Regions from separate parts of the Drosophila melanogaster genome. Here region 1 is linked to region 2. Evidence: chromatin contacts called from public ChIA-PET data. All regions are on one chromosome and are shown on one strand. The core of a region is the stretch at or near the end of the contact, and the rest is flanking DNA. Distances in the headings are between cores, read along the strand shown.

The links. ChIA-PET counts read pairs in DNA pulled down with a chosen protein or histone mark.
Region 1: a contact with region 2 is called in an RNA polymerase II ChIA-PET map of the Kc167 cell line, with 10 times the contacts expected there. The contact joins the promoter of rut here to the promoter of NetA in region 2. A contact is called at or near these places in 3 of 107 Hi-C or Micro-C datasets (the Kc167 cell line, eye imaginal disc and wing imaginal disc) and 1 of 6 datasets of contacts at active chromatin or transcription factors (the Kc167 cell line).

What each region holds. Positions count from the first base shown.
Region 1 is chrX:14,820,811-14,827,771 of dm6, forward strand. It overlaps rut (rutabaga), which reads right to left and starts at 5,263. Exons shown (of 18, transcript NM_078601.4): 1 at 5,152-5,263; 2 at 3,979-4,117. It overlaps CG14408, which reads right to left. Exons shown (of 6, transcript NM_001298318.1): 6 at 6,057-6,961.
Region 2 is chrX:14,651,678-14,659,210 of dm6, forward strand. NetA (Netrin-A) reads right to left here and starts at 2,251. Exons shown (of 7, transcript NM_001298314.1): 1 at 466-2,251. The coding sequence starts at 1,567.

The sequences.
Region 1 (6,961 bases), core at 4,013-6,512, 170 kb after region 2:
TCTTCCCAAGAAGATTTATCATCCCTATATTGAATTTCATCAAATGAATTTGGGACATCGTTAAATATAGTGTGAGCATTTAGAACAACTTTATTTAGACTATTATCCTCTTCATTATAGGATATCTGAGGCTTAGTCTTTAATCTCTCACTTCTTCTATTAATAATTTCTATGCCATCATTTTTAGTTGGATTATCAATTCCAATTTCTTTTAAGTGCTCTGCTGTTTCACTTTCCCTACTCTCATTCGGGTTGCCTGATCCCTTACTTTCATTCAGGTGATCATCTCGCTTTCTTTTCTTACTCTCATTCAGAAAATATTTATTACTTTCCTTACTATCTTTCAGGAATTGTATGTTGTCGCATTCCTTACTCTCATTCGGGAATTCTGTTTGTATTATTTTCCTACTGTCATTCGGAAAATTTTTATTTTCACTTTCCTTACTATCTTTCAGGAATTGTATGTTGTCGCATTCCTTACTCTCATTCGGGAACTCTGTTTGTATTATTTTCCTACTGTCATTCGGAAAATTTTTATTTTCACTTTCCTTACTATCTTTCAGGAACACTGTTTCAAATTTAACAGCTCTAGAATTAACCATATTGGTTTCATCGACAACAACATCTCTTGCGACAATAAATTTTTCATTTACAGCATCCCACAACTTAAAACCATTGGGTTCATAGCCCACAAAAATACTTTTAAATGATTTATCATCAAACTTTCCTTGTTTGTTTTTAATATGCACATAAACAGTTGCACCAAACACTCTCAAATGTTTTAAGTATGGCTTCTTATTGTGCCACATCTCATATGGGGTCTTTGAACTATCAACAAGTGCTCTGCTAGGAATTCTGTTGATTAAATAAGTAGCAGTTAATACTGCTTCGCCCCAAAAGCTTTTATCTAGCTTTGCACCACTAACCATGGTTCGAGCTTTTTCCGTAATGGTTCTTATCATTCTCTCAGAAACACCATTTAACTGAGGTGTATGTGGCACTGTTAAGTGATAAGAAATTCCTTTCTTAACACAAAATTGTCTCATCTCATTTGACAAGTATTCTCTACCATTGTCAATGTATAAGTACACAACCTTTAAATTAAAATGAGCTTCACTCTTGGCTACAAAATCTTGAAACATGCTAAACACATCAGATTTATATTTAATTAAATAAGTTACACAATAATGTGTAAACTGATCAACAAAGATCACAAAATAATTTTTATCATCTAAAGTAACTGGAGTAATAGGCCCACAGACATCTGAGTGTACTACAAAAAGTGGTCTTTTAATATGGGTCTTATCTTTCAATTGTTTAAAAGGAAGTCTTGCCTGTTTACCATTTAAACAGGGTTCACAAATTTCACATGATAACTCTAAGTTGTTTAGAAGACTTTGATCACTAAACATATTCTTTCGTTTTATTTCTAATAATTTGCCATCGCTTATATGGCCAAACCTCTCATGCCATAAACGAAAATTATTTTTATGCTTAGCATTTATAGAATATGCTTGAAAATTGATCACAGGTACATTGTTTAACATACCTGAATTTTTGACAACCATTAACCCATTTTTCGAAATGGTTACACCGCTTTTGTCAAATTCGATCGACATTCCTGCCTCTTGGAGACGCTTTACGGACATCAAATTACCAGCAGCTTCCTTACAAAAGAGTACATCCTCCAGTGTAATCTCATGGTCATTCCGTAGTCGGACAATACCACGCTTAGTGGCATAAATAAATTCGCCTTGCTTGGCCACTGCAATCTTAAGTGGAGGCACAACCTCCACACTGTCGGTATACAGCGACTCATCATTTATAAGATGGTCACTAGCACCAGAATCAAGGACAAACCCGCAGTTGTCCATCACTGAAGTATTATTCACTTCTTTTACCATAAACGCAATGCCGTGTGATGTTGCAGTTTGAACTTGTTTTTCATTTTCTTTATTTTTATTATTTAATATTCTTTTATAATGGAAACAATCTTTTTTAATGTGGCCTTCTCTGCCACAGTGGTGACACTTGACTTTATACTTTGAATTTCCCTTGAATATTTTCTTTGGTTTAGTTACCCGATTTTTAAACAAATTATTTTTATAAGTGTTATTATTGTTGTGCACGATCGCGTTCATAACTTTCTTGCTTGTATCGTTGTGGTCATTTTTAATTTTAATTTCTTGATCCAGCAATCTATTTTTCACAAACGCCAATGTCAAATTTTCTTCAGATAATGTCTCTATCGCTGTAATAATTCCATCGTAACACGAAGGCAATGTGATCAGTAGATGAGAAATTTTATCCATCTCTTCTATTTTTGCACCAGCTGCCAACAATTCACTTATAAGTTCGTCAAAAATATGAAAATGGCTTAATAGTGACATCTCACTCGATAGCTTCAGAGAAAGCAAACGTTTTCGCAGCGCCAGTTGCGACGCCAAACTTTTTCGTTCATAAACGGCGTCCAAATTCTCAAGAATCTGACGCGCCGTAATGTCGCTTGTTGCGAAATTTAAAAACGAGTCGCTTAGGTACTCTATTATTGTACTTTTTGCACAACGCTCTGCCTTTTTCCAGGAGTCATCTACCTCGTTAGGCATTAAACCATCAACTACTTTAAGCACATCTTGCTCGGCTAAAAGAGCCCTAATTCTAAATTTCCAAATCGCGTACTTCTCGCCATCAAACGGCTTAATATTACGTTTAGCCTTGTCCATTTTTCACTCAAATTCTGAGAAGGAAATAATTTCACAAGAATGTGAAAAAAAAAGCTATTTCACAAGAATGTGAAAAAAATGCTATTTCACAATTTATTTTCACAATCTTTAATTCACAATTTAATTGTTTATTAGGCATGGACTGGGCCCATAACCTGTTGTAATTTATAATTTATATTTCCTTTCTTAATAAATAAATAAATAGTCAAGTTTATGTTTGAGTTTTATGATTTATATTTTAAGTTATTTCAACTGCAACACCAGCACCACGACCTACTCACAGCAAAAAACGTACAAGAAGGAAAGAAGGAATAAAAAGAGTGGTATTCTCTTACAATATGTTTTATGGCATAAAAGGTGTGGCCATTCATATCAAATATAAAGTAGTGTTGTTTAACGTTATTTTTGTAGGTTGAATAGTATATTCCAACAAACACAAATATGAAAAGTCGGCGGGGCGAAAAGAAAACACATGTGTCAGCTGCTGCAGCACACACAATTTAAAACTATAATATTAAAGGCAATTTGTTAAAAGGGTTGCAATTATTTATAGCCATCGCCCTAATGATTCAGATAATAAATGAGCTAAATAATTCGAAATCCCTAGTGAAAATCTATGAATAGAAGCCATTTAAACTGGCTTAGAAGCTACAATTATCTAGTCAAGTCATTAGTTAGTCAAATACACAGTTAAGTAGTTGTTATTAATAGCCATAAATGTATGATCATCGTAAAAATGATTGGTCATAAACTAAAAGTCTTACTTTTTATCGAAACAATAAAAAGTAAGCTAATAACGATCAGCAGTTAAAGTTGACGGATTTGTGTTATATCCAACTGGAATCTAGTTAAACAACAATTTAAAGATAATAATTGTTTATGAAAAACGCTATAAGTAGTTAGTACTAATATTAATTTTATTTTCCTTTTTTGGATAAAATTTCAGTTCTACATATATAATAATATTCATGTTATTTAAATAGGATTTTCGATTATATTTTTCATTCTATTTTTGCTTTCTTTCTTTCTTTCTTTCTTTTCAATAAAATATTAAATTTTATATACATGTATTGAGAAAATATAATATTTACTTTACTCATATTCTAATTTGTATTAAATATTAAAATGAATAAAAACGTTTCAACCTTCTCCCGATTTCATGTGTATCTTATCCATAACTACGTATATATGTACTTCAGAGATGCAAAAGTATCTTAGTATCTCAAACTGAATTTCGTCAAAGGAAAACACTTACCCAAAAAGCAACAACGATTGTGTTGCAAGTTGACTGCTGCTGCTTCTTCTTCTTCTGTTACTTTTTTGCCTCCTTGTTCTGTATCTCTTGTTGTTGTTGTTGTTATTATTGTTGTTGTAGGTCCAAGATGCATAGATGGCTGAGCGGAGAGTAAGAGGGTGCGAATGAGACAGCGATAGGGAGCGAGTGAGAGAGCAAGCGAGTTGTAATTGAATGTTTGGCTCTTAATTAAAACAAGAATTGTGACAGCCACGCTTTAAGGCGGGGGGCGTGGCAAGCCCAAGCCTAAGCCCACTCCCACACACTCTCTCTCTCTCTCTCTCCCTTGGTTATTGCTTTTCTTTGCTCTCTCTCTTCGCGTGCCCTTTTTGATTATCTAATCCTTGGGGCAGGTGACATTTTGCAACTTTTGGGGAAGCGGAAGTTGTTGCCGTTTTCTTGTGCTGCCGCCGCTGCCAATACCGTTATCGATTTTTTGCGGCAGCTTGTTGTTGTTGTTGTTGCCGCTGCTGCCGCCGCCGTAAGCCGAAAAAAGGCGTGTGTGTGGCAAAGAGACAGAGGAACGTGGAGAAGAGAGGGAAAAGCCAGTGGCAAAGCGCATCCATGGACGGCACACACACACACACACACACACACACGCATTGGCATGATGAGAAGAGTGGGGGAGTGTGGAAAACGGGGAGAGAGGAGAGCCGAAAAGGCCAAAGCGAAACGAGTTAAGACGCAAGACAATGCAGATAAAAGCGGCAACAACGACAACAACAAACACGGCCAAGAACGGCAACAACAACCACAACAGCAGAAGGCGTCGCGGTGCGCTCTTCTTCTTGCTCTCCTTCTTTATCATCTGCTGGCAATGCATTCGTGTTTTTTGTTGTTTTTTGGGTTTTCGGTTTTTCTTGTTGGTTTTCTTTTATTATTATTTTTTTTTTTTTTTTGGAAAACTTGAATCTTTACCAGCTGCGTTTGGAGTTTTCCTGCCACTTCTTAAATGCGCGCGCGCATTTCCCACGACAAAAAGAAAACAAACGACCAGCGAGACACACAAAGTGGCACTTTATAGAACGAAAAAAAAAGTAGAATGTGCAAATACACCAGCACCGAAAAAAAAAAAGAAGAACAACAGTTAAGATCGCCGCGTTATTTAACCGCTTTTCCTTCCACACAACTCACGACGCGATTTCTTCGGATTGTTTGGCTTGGTTTGTTTGGTTTGTTCGGTTTCTCTTCGGCTCCGCTCGCTTCGGATTTGGTCTGTTCTCAGCAAAGCGTTGCAGCCAAACTAAAGCGTCCGTCGGCGGTTCGTAGCGAACCACTGCGAACCGAGTGGCACGAAGCTGCACGAAGTTGCACGAAGCGTTCGTCGGCGTGCAGCGAAAGCACTATCGTAGAGATGGGGCGCCACTGCTTGCGATAGCCCAATCGATATATCGTATATCAGCTGGTGTGATTTTAAATCCTATTATCAGCGTTATTTACAATATATACCAATTTCAAATTGATAGATGGAGATCGAACGTTGTGGTTTTTAAAGTTCCTGATCTTAATGCGTACATGTTCACTTATATGCAACTTGTATGGCGAATAAAAGTTGAAATGCAAAAGCTTTCAAAAGTCTATCGCCATGTCTTACATATTATCAGCAATCAGCTGGTTTTCTAGGTACTGTGTTATTATAGATTACTTATTGATTTTGAATATAGTTTTTAATATTAAGTTAAAATATACACCAATTAATCAAAAATTTTAAATGGGATTTGAGTAAAAATTAATGGGCATAATCATAGAATAAGTTTTTTATTTGGTAGGAAATACTAAACTAGAAAATACCAAAAGGCTGAAGAATGGTGGTCAAATGAAATTTCTAAAATAGAAAACCGTTAAAAGGCAATGCTATATTATTTAATAACATAACACAAACTAGTCAATTTTAAAGTTGATTTTTTACGTATTATAACAAAGAATGAAACTAAAGCTTTATAGTTACCAATTAAAAATGGCAGCCCCATTTTATTCACTAACTGCCCAGTTTTCGAAATGAAACATTCAGTTTTGTATAATACACTTCATATAATTTTATGCAGGTATTTATATATGCAATTATTTAACACTCAGTGGCGCAAACAGAAGAAAACCGAAGAATTCGCGGACAATTTGCAAGTCGCTTGTATTTCAAATGTCTCCATAAAGTAATATTGCTGATTCGGCTTTTGGTGCGAATTGTCAACGCACTCCTCGTTTTCTTTCAGTGCACACCACATTTACCATTATTTGTACACTCTTATGTATTTTTGTGGGTTTCTTGTAAATCATTTTGCCGAATATTTAGCTCGTACACACTAAAACTATTAAACTGATTTCGTTTTTGTTGACTAGCATTTAGTTATTTGCTTTTTGTAAACAGCATAAAATGTAACTTTCTTAATTATGTATATGCCACTACATAAACTAAATTATTGCACATCATTTATTTAGGATTAGAACATAGTTTGCCACACGTGCCTGAGTGCGTTGGTGTGGATTTAAAAAGATTCCTGCTGGCTCATCCATCATCTCGCATCCATTTCGATCCACCTGGGATTGATGTCTTTTTGTATTTGAATGATATGTACGCTACGCTTTTGACTAATTGGATTTTTTGGATCGATCGTAAGTATGCCCTAATACTCATAGAGTAAAATTTTGCCATAATTTTCATATTTGTATGCGTGCAGTGATGGGGGAAGTTGTGTCAGCGGCCAAACAAGAGTTTTCTAAATTGAAGAAAGGTACTTTCGAAAATTCCGTTACAAAAATGCTCAAAAATAGTGCATAGTTTTGAAACTTTAAATACTTCTTGTGGCACTTTCGATCATTATCTATGAACTATATTGCAATTATTCATTTAAAAGTGACTTTTCCCATCACCGCATTCATGTGTGTGTGTGTGTGTGTGTGTGATGGTGAGGCGGTTTTGGTGTTGATTTTTTTTTCTAAGTGTAGG
Region 2 (7,533 bases), core at 1,001-3,500:
GCATTATAACATGCGACTCTCAAGTCAACATAAAATGTAGAATTTCATAATATTGAGTTATTTTTGTTTAAATATTGTATTTGTATAAATTAAGGCAGGTATGTACCTGCATCAAGCCCACCGAAAATGTTTATGTTGTGACTCTCCTTCCATTACCAATAAATAAACAAAAATTGTGAACTGAAATCGGTTCTTTGTTTATAGAATATTCCTAGAGCTGAATTATTTATTCCAAACTACTAACATGCCCTTGGTATTGAGCAGCGTTCTTTTGGATTTTAAACCCTGTTTATACAAATATTTTAAATTGTTTTCTTCTTTTTTTCTGCAATTTTGCATTTTACATTTAATATCTATTCAAAAGTGCAGGTGCTAAAATATTTTTTAATTTCACTTATATCCAGTTACTCCCATTCAGATGAATCGCAATTAATATATTAAATAGAAAATGGTTTGCTGACTCACCTTTGCACTCATTGGCTTCCTTGGCGGTGGCTCTGGCCCATGGACGATCGAAGTGGAATGGCTTGCAGCGTTCGCAATCCCTTCCAGCGGTATTGTGGCTGCACTCGCAGTTCAGCTGCCCACTGGCGTCCGTGGAACACTTGGAGGCGTGTCCATTGCACTTGCACCGTCCGCCCACCGAAAAGTCAGAGATGGCATAGTGCAATCCACTGCCGGATGTTGCCACATCCCCACCGAGATTCGCCTCAATATTATTGCCAGCGGGTCCATTGGCCAGGGGCACACTGTACTTGCCGCTGGCCAAATCCGTTGCTCCTCCGGCTTCCAATGAGAGCAGGGCCTGCGGATCGGGGCGTTGAAGGCGATGGAACACCACCCGGATATCGGTGGCCGTCACCCAGTCCTGCAGCACCGGCGATGAGTCCAGATCCCGTGACGATGGGCGTCCCTCCAGTGTGCTGAAGGCAATTCTGGAGACCAGTGGCCTGGTGACATCGCTGCAGCGGGCCTCGTGCTCATTGTGGCGTCCAGTGGATTGGCGGGCGGGACGTCCGAAAAGCCGGCGGCACTGGGAGCTAAAGAACTGGAATGGCTGCCAACTGAGCCCGTGATCGGTGCTCTTGTAGATCACCATCGAATCGGGACGCGGAGCATGCGGGCACAGCTGTAGGATCACATAGGTCAGCTCGAACTTCTTGCCCAGCGAGAGGGTCAAGGTTACGTTGTCCCCACTTCCGGTCACCGGCTCACTGCGCCAGCAGGTCACATTATTCGAGTTATTCAAATCGGTCAGCGAGCGGGCTGGAAAGCTGCGCAACGGATCCGTCATGTCGCAGGTGTGGCAGGAGCGCTCGTGATCCTGGTACTCGCAATATCGCTGCGCACCCGACGATCCGCACGTGGAACTGGCCACCACTGGAGCATCGTAGGCGGCGTTCACAAAGTCCGGAATGCAGGCGCGTGGCTCGTGCGCTTTATTGTAGCACGGATCCTCCGGCGGCGCCTGTTGCGAAAACATCTTGAAGTACACGTCATTGGAGATGCACTGGATGGGGCTGAACCTGGTGGTTCCCAGCAGCAGGAGCAAGATTCCACGGATCATGTTTGCAATTTTAGTGGCTTGCTTAACTCGCCAGTATTGTATTGTTGGTTTTTTTTTAATCACTCAAAACAAAACGAAATCTTCAGTTTTTTTTAGTTTAAAAAAAAACGCACTGGATAATGTAAGATTACGTAGTTTCAAAATTATAAATTTAAAACTGTTCTGTAGTTTTGGAAATCACTAATTTTTTGGTATTTAATTGTCTTGGCAAATCACAAATAAAAATACCTTGCAATTTTCAAAACCGTTCAAAAATTTTAGAATTTGAACAAGAACTCCAAATTCTGTGATTTTCAATAGTTTGAAAAGTCACCAGAGTCGCACTAAACAAAAAATTCGTCAATCGCGCCAATAGTTTTGAAGTTAACAGACTTGAACACTCAAAAAAATTCGAAATCGCCGCTTTGGCAGCTGTTTGCGCAGGCGTTTTTGAAGCGCGCGTCGCGTCTCAAAACTCCAGCCACTCGAATTCGCAAATCGCAAATCTCCAATACAAAATCTCAAATCGCGTCGTTCAAATCGCCGTTCGTTCGGCGGCGTTCGGTTCGTAACGTCAAGTCGGGCTGCTTGTCCACAGGCGACTGTGTGTTCGTTTTCGTTCGTCGCTCGTTTTTTCGGTTTTTCGGTTTCCCGCGAGGTGTCGTCTGCACGTGCGTGTATGCGTGTGGGTGACTGTGTGTGTGTGTGAGTTTGTGGTGACCGCGCTTGAGATCGCTGCCCGCAACATGTTGCTCCATTATGTTGCTGATGCTGCGCTGCCACAACAACAACAAACCGCTCTCTCTCTCTCTCTGTCTTTGTTCAGACTCATCTTGCTCTCAGTCACATTTGAGAGTTGCGCAGTTCGGTCGCAACATTTGTTGCTTTGCTGGCGCTGCAATTATTTTACTTTTATTGCCACTCGGCGACACATTTTGTTGCCGGTTTGTCGGCAAATAGCCACTGTTTTGTTTGCCGTCGCTTGTTTTTGTTGACTTGGCCGCACAAACGGGGCCACACAGCAAATCCAAACATTTTGTCCACTTTATGGGGAGATAACTGCTTTTCTCAACAGAAATTGCCTTAAAAGCTATGTATACATATATATGCATACATCAATTAATCGTTTTTAAATTTAAGTAGCGCTAAGAAACCCGAACACAAATCTATTTTCACAAAACTTATCGTTCATTATTCAAATAGATCGATAAAGAAAAGTTGGGAAAATCTTAAGAAAACCACAACTCAATATTATTGCCAGACCGAAACGAATTCAAAGTTTGGAAAACACACCGAAAATCCAATAATACGAATCGATGTTTTCCAATTTAATCAGCGGCTACAAATCAGCCAAATATTGAGAATTTCGAGACCGAAGCAGAAGAGAAGACATCATTCCGTTCTTCTGGCTCTTATTCTCCTTATTCACCTTGTGTTGTTTACCTTTCGGATGGCTATCGATAATAAAGACGCCTCGAAATCTCCGATCTTCAATCCTCCAACTCTCTCGTTCTCGCGCTGGCTAAGTTATTAACTAGTCGTTAATGAAAATCATCAATTTTCGAAGGGGGCGCGTAATTACGCCGAGCGGATGATGGTCATGCCGACGACGATGGCTTCATTATAGCTTCCCCCCCCCCCTGCCTCATCACCATGAGCACCCCATACGTATACATATACATATAGCCCACCAAATTCCCCGATATTCCCCACTGCCTACTCCAATATTTTCTGCATTTTGCCTGCACCTTTCTGATAAGCGTTTCACTTTCGGTTCCCTTCGGCTTTTGCCTTCATAATCGGCGTCCACGCGCTTTTGTTTGTTTTTATTTGGAGGCGCGTATAATTAGCTTGTATGGGGCATGTGTGGTCGGGTGGGCGTATGAGCGCAGGGGCGTGGCAACGGTCGAAACCGTATCGAAATATATACCTTAATTATTCGGCTTCTCACGAGGGTGCTGGGATATGGGCTTAATCACAATGCTCACACCTAATCGTTGGAAGGCATAAAAGGTTTATTGTAAATATGAGCTAAAATCGCCATTAAATTGAATGCATAAATGAATAAATCATAAAAGCATGTTTTTCTAATCAAACATTATATCAATTATGTTTATAATAATAAATACACCTAAATTTTACTTTCAGATTTAATTTTACCCTGTAACTGTATAATTCGTTGTATTTGTTCAATTATCCGTATGATTAGGATGTACTTACGTTTGAACCTTTGACTCTACGAATGCAACACCTACGGCCTTTGTCGTGCAACGAAAGACAGCTGGTCGGCTCATTTCCGCTTCCTTTGTTGATGCGGATCCACTTCCACATCCGCAGCCACATCCGCATCCAGGCCAAACTACTTCTGGTCGGAGGCTTATCGGCGCCTTGGCTTGGAAATTGGCAGGAGCATGGAAGATGGGGCACCCAAGCTGGATCAGAACTTTTGCTTTATTACCTTGGCAGTAGGCGTGGCTGCAACAACCACAAAGCCCACGACCACGACATGACAACGCTGTGTATGTGGGTACACTGAGAGAATTTGCCAATTTACATCAATTGTATGGTAAGTAAAAAAATTGATAATTTGAGCACGGTTTTCTACTGAATGTGTAAGCAAGTCTAAAAAGTTTTGAATAAAAAATGCAGACCTACACTCTTAAAAATATTCCATATGTCTTGCATACATTTTAATTCTCTAGTAAAAACACAAGCAAGTCCATTATCTATTATATAACCAAATTTTCTCAGTGCACCTCTGCGTTTTTGTGCCGCTCTGTTTGTTTGTATGGGTGGGCGGCCAGACAGTGCTAAACTTTGGCTTAATATTGGCAAGTGCGTAATGAAAATTGCATTGTCGTTTTCGCAGAGTTTTCACAGAGTGGGCGCTTAGGGGGGTTGGGGCTTTTCGGTCTGATAAAGGGGGGGGGGGGGGGCGGGGGTTGGATGGATGTTTGGTGACTGGATGGAGCTGTGGTTCAGGACCGTCCGGCCTTTTGTCATTTGTGCTTTCGAATGGGGCGCAAAGTCCAAACGGCTTTTCGTTGGTCCGTTTGTTTGTTTGTTTGTTTGCCAGGCCGACCGGCCGGCGGCAAGATTTTTAGATTATGACGGCTCTGCAATCCTCACCAGCTGGGCAATATCCAGATCCGCTCTTCCCCAGGTCATGCACCACGCGAAAAGTCCAGGGAACTTTGTCACCAAAAGTGAATAAGCAAAGTGAGAGGGAAAATTTTTTAAATATTGACATTATAATTAAAGAAAAAGATGCAACAATAGAGTTGAGCTGCATTCTTTTGGACACCTGTAGAGTTGAATTAATACCCTGGGCACTTCAGATGCACTTTCTCTTTTATATTACTAAACACTTAAGCTCTTGTTCGTGAGATCAACAAACTTTTTCTCCCAGTGTCCATTGTTTGCTGTAGTCCTATTTATTTGTGTTAGGACAGTCTTTCGCTTTATTGGTGACATCGATGAATGTGAACTCCTTTGTCGATTCCACTCACTCATCGAGGATTCTGTAGATTCACACGCCTGCATACCACCCAGCCCCCCCCCCTCCTCCCACACACACACAGAATTCCTGGTCCACCATTTTTGGGGCTTTGTGGTCACTTTTTTGGCCAGTGTTTATCTTTGGGGTTTTTGTTTGTCTTTTACAAAGTGTTTGGCTCCGTAGTTGGTCTTTGATTTTATTGCTCGGGCTGCAAACATGCAAAAAATACGACACACAATACAATACAACAGAAAAAGATAAGTACAAATTTAGAATCAGGTATAAGGCCTGCCCCCATTTGGTGGAAGAGGGGTTAGGGGGCGTGGCCATGGGGAAAAGGGAGCAGGCGGTGCAACTAAAACGCACAGATAGCTGACTAGATTCCTATCAGCGTCAATAAATAAAGTTTTTAAATGGGACAAGAAAATAAATATGTGTCTCCTTGTTGTCACAGACAACCCAGGGGCCATAACAGTGGGTCTTAGGATGCAGGACGGGATGACAGTGGGCTAAAACGATTGATATGCAGTAAAAAATAAGGCTTTCTGTATCTTGTGCAAGGCGAAAGAAGCTTGGAATCTTATGTTTAACCGATACATATTTTACAAATGCTCTTTTCTATTTCATTGTTTTTAATCATAAATAAAGATAGCTAAATGTATGCAACAGCATATTGAAGCTTTTACACACTTTGCTGTTGCATTTTTGAAACGCCAGCCCTCCAATATCATCTAATTAAATTTTGAACTTACTTATAAAGTTGCCATCTTCATTATTGATCTTTGATCACTTTTGTGGCCATCCCACTGTTATTCGCTCCGAAAAGTAGCGTTTACACAGCCCCGCATCCCTCGCCACCATTAGCCGCTGTCTTTCCGTTTGGCTCATATTGAAAAAGTTTTTTTTCGAGTATCTATGGCTGTGTCTCCTCGGCTCCCCGGCCATTCTGAAAAATACCACCCCCTCCCCCCCTGCACCATTCTCTTGGTCTGGCGCTTTTTTCCTGCCTTTTCCAGTGTGTCTGGGTTGTCTGTTGGCTGTCTGCTTGTTTGCGCGCTTTGTCTTTTGTCTAGTGCAATATGCGTCGTGTCTTGGCACCGCCCCCATTTTCCCCACTTTCCCCACTTTTCCGGCGAACCGCCACTCCGGCCCCAAAAAAAAAATGCAGTTGGAGAATGAAGACCGCCAATAAGTGTGCCTAATTTAACCTAAATAGGCGTCCAAAGTTACTTGAAATCATTACTCACCGATAGTAATAATGATAGGTAATAAGTACACTGTTCAACATAAATGCAACATTCAAATCGATTCGATATATAGTGTTTTATAATTTATTTAGAAGTTTTAAAGCATGGAAATAAATATCTTTTAGGGAACGTATTTGGTGTGCCGGACATTCCCTACGTTCTACGTTTGTATCAACCAAAATGTAAATAGTTTGTATATACACAATATTACTTATTTACATTGCAAAATGTAAATGCTTCTAAAAATATTAAGTTGAATTTTGTAACTAAATAACTAAACGAACTAGATCAAAGTTTAATTTTTATGTTAATAGCATTTGGCGGAGGAAGCCTACATAAAAGGGTCCCTTTCCTCCGACAATTTGCCATCTGTAGTTGCCTATTTTCGATCTCTGAGTGCCACCTCCATCTACGTGCAGCTACTTACATTGATTTTATAATTAGCTTTGCCCAAAGTGGGTGGCGGAAGTGGGAGGAGGAAGTGGTGGTGCAGGAAGGAAGCATCGGAAGCTGGCAAAGAATTGAATGTCGAAGTCAACTCGTGGCCATTAAAACCAGCCAATTACCTTCAAGACTCATTAAGTGCTACAAGCGATGGGTGAATGGTTGGTTGGTTGGCTGGTTCGGATGGTTTGGATGGCATGGATGGCATGGATGGCTGGGATGGCTTGGGATGGCTTGGGAGGCGTGGATGGTTGGAACTGCCAAAAGGGCTAAAACCGGGGCGTCCCGGGCTGTTAGCTGACCGTTACAATCGAATTAGGCGCCGCTCGCAACGCTAAATGCAATTAAAACTACAAGATGTTGATTACATTAGAAGTGCAGGACAAACAGGAGCAGGAAGACGAGCTGCAGGAGCACGGAGCATGGAGCAGAGGAGCGTGCTCTGGCCAGGACATTTTAAGCGTTTCACCACGACATTGCAGCCGTGTCTGCTGTTGTTGCCATGCCTGGGAAAGTTTCGAGTGCACTGCAAAAAATCAGGCACATTAACAATTGTGAAGTATCTGATGGTAAAAGCAATTATTTAAACGAGACAGAATTATTGGAATTTTAAATAATTTTACTTATTAAATTATCTTTTAAAGTAGGCCATTATATTGAATGGACTATTAATATTTTTTTAACAATATTGAATCATTAACATTTTTTTCGAGTGCAGAGGTATTGAGCCAAGTCGTGTTTGGACTCCTCTGAGTCTCCGGCTACCGGTTCATAATTTATCCCTTTTTGCCGTCGTT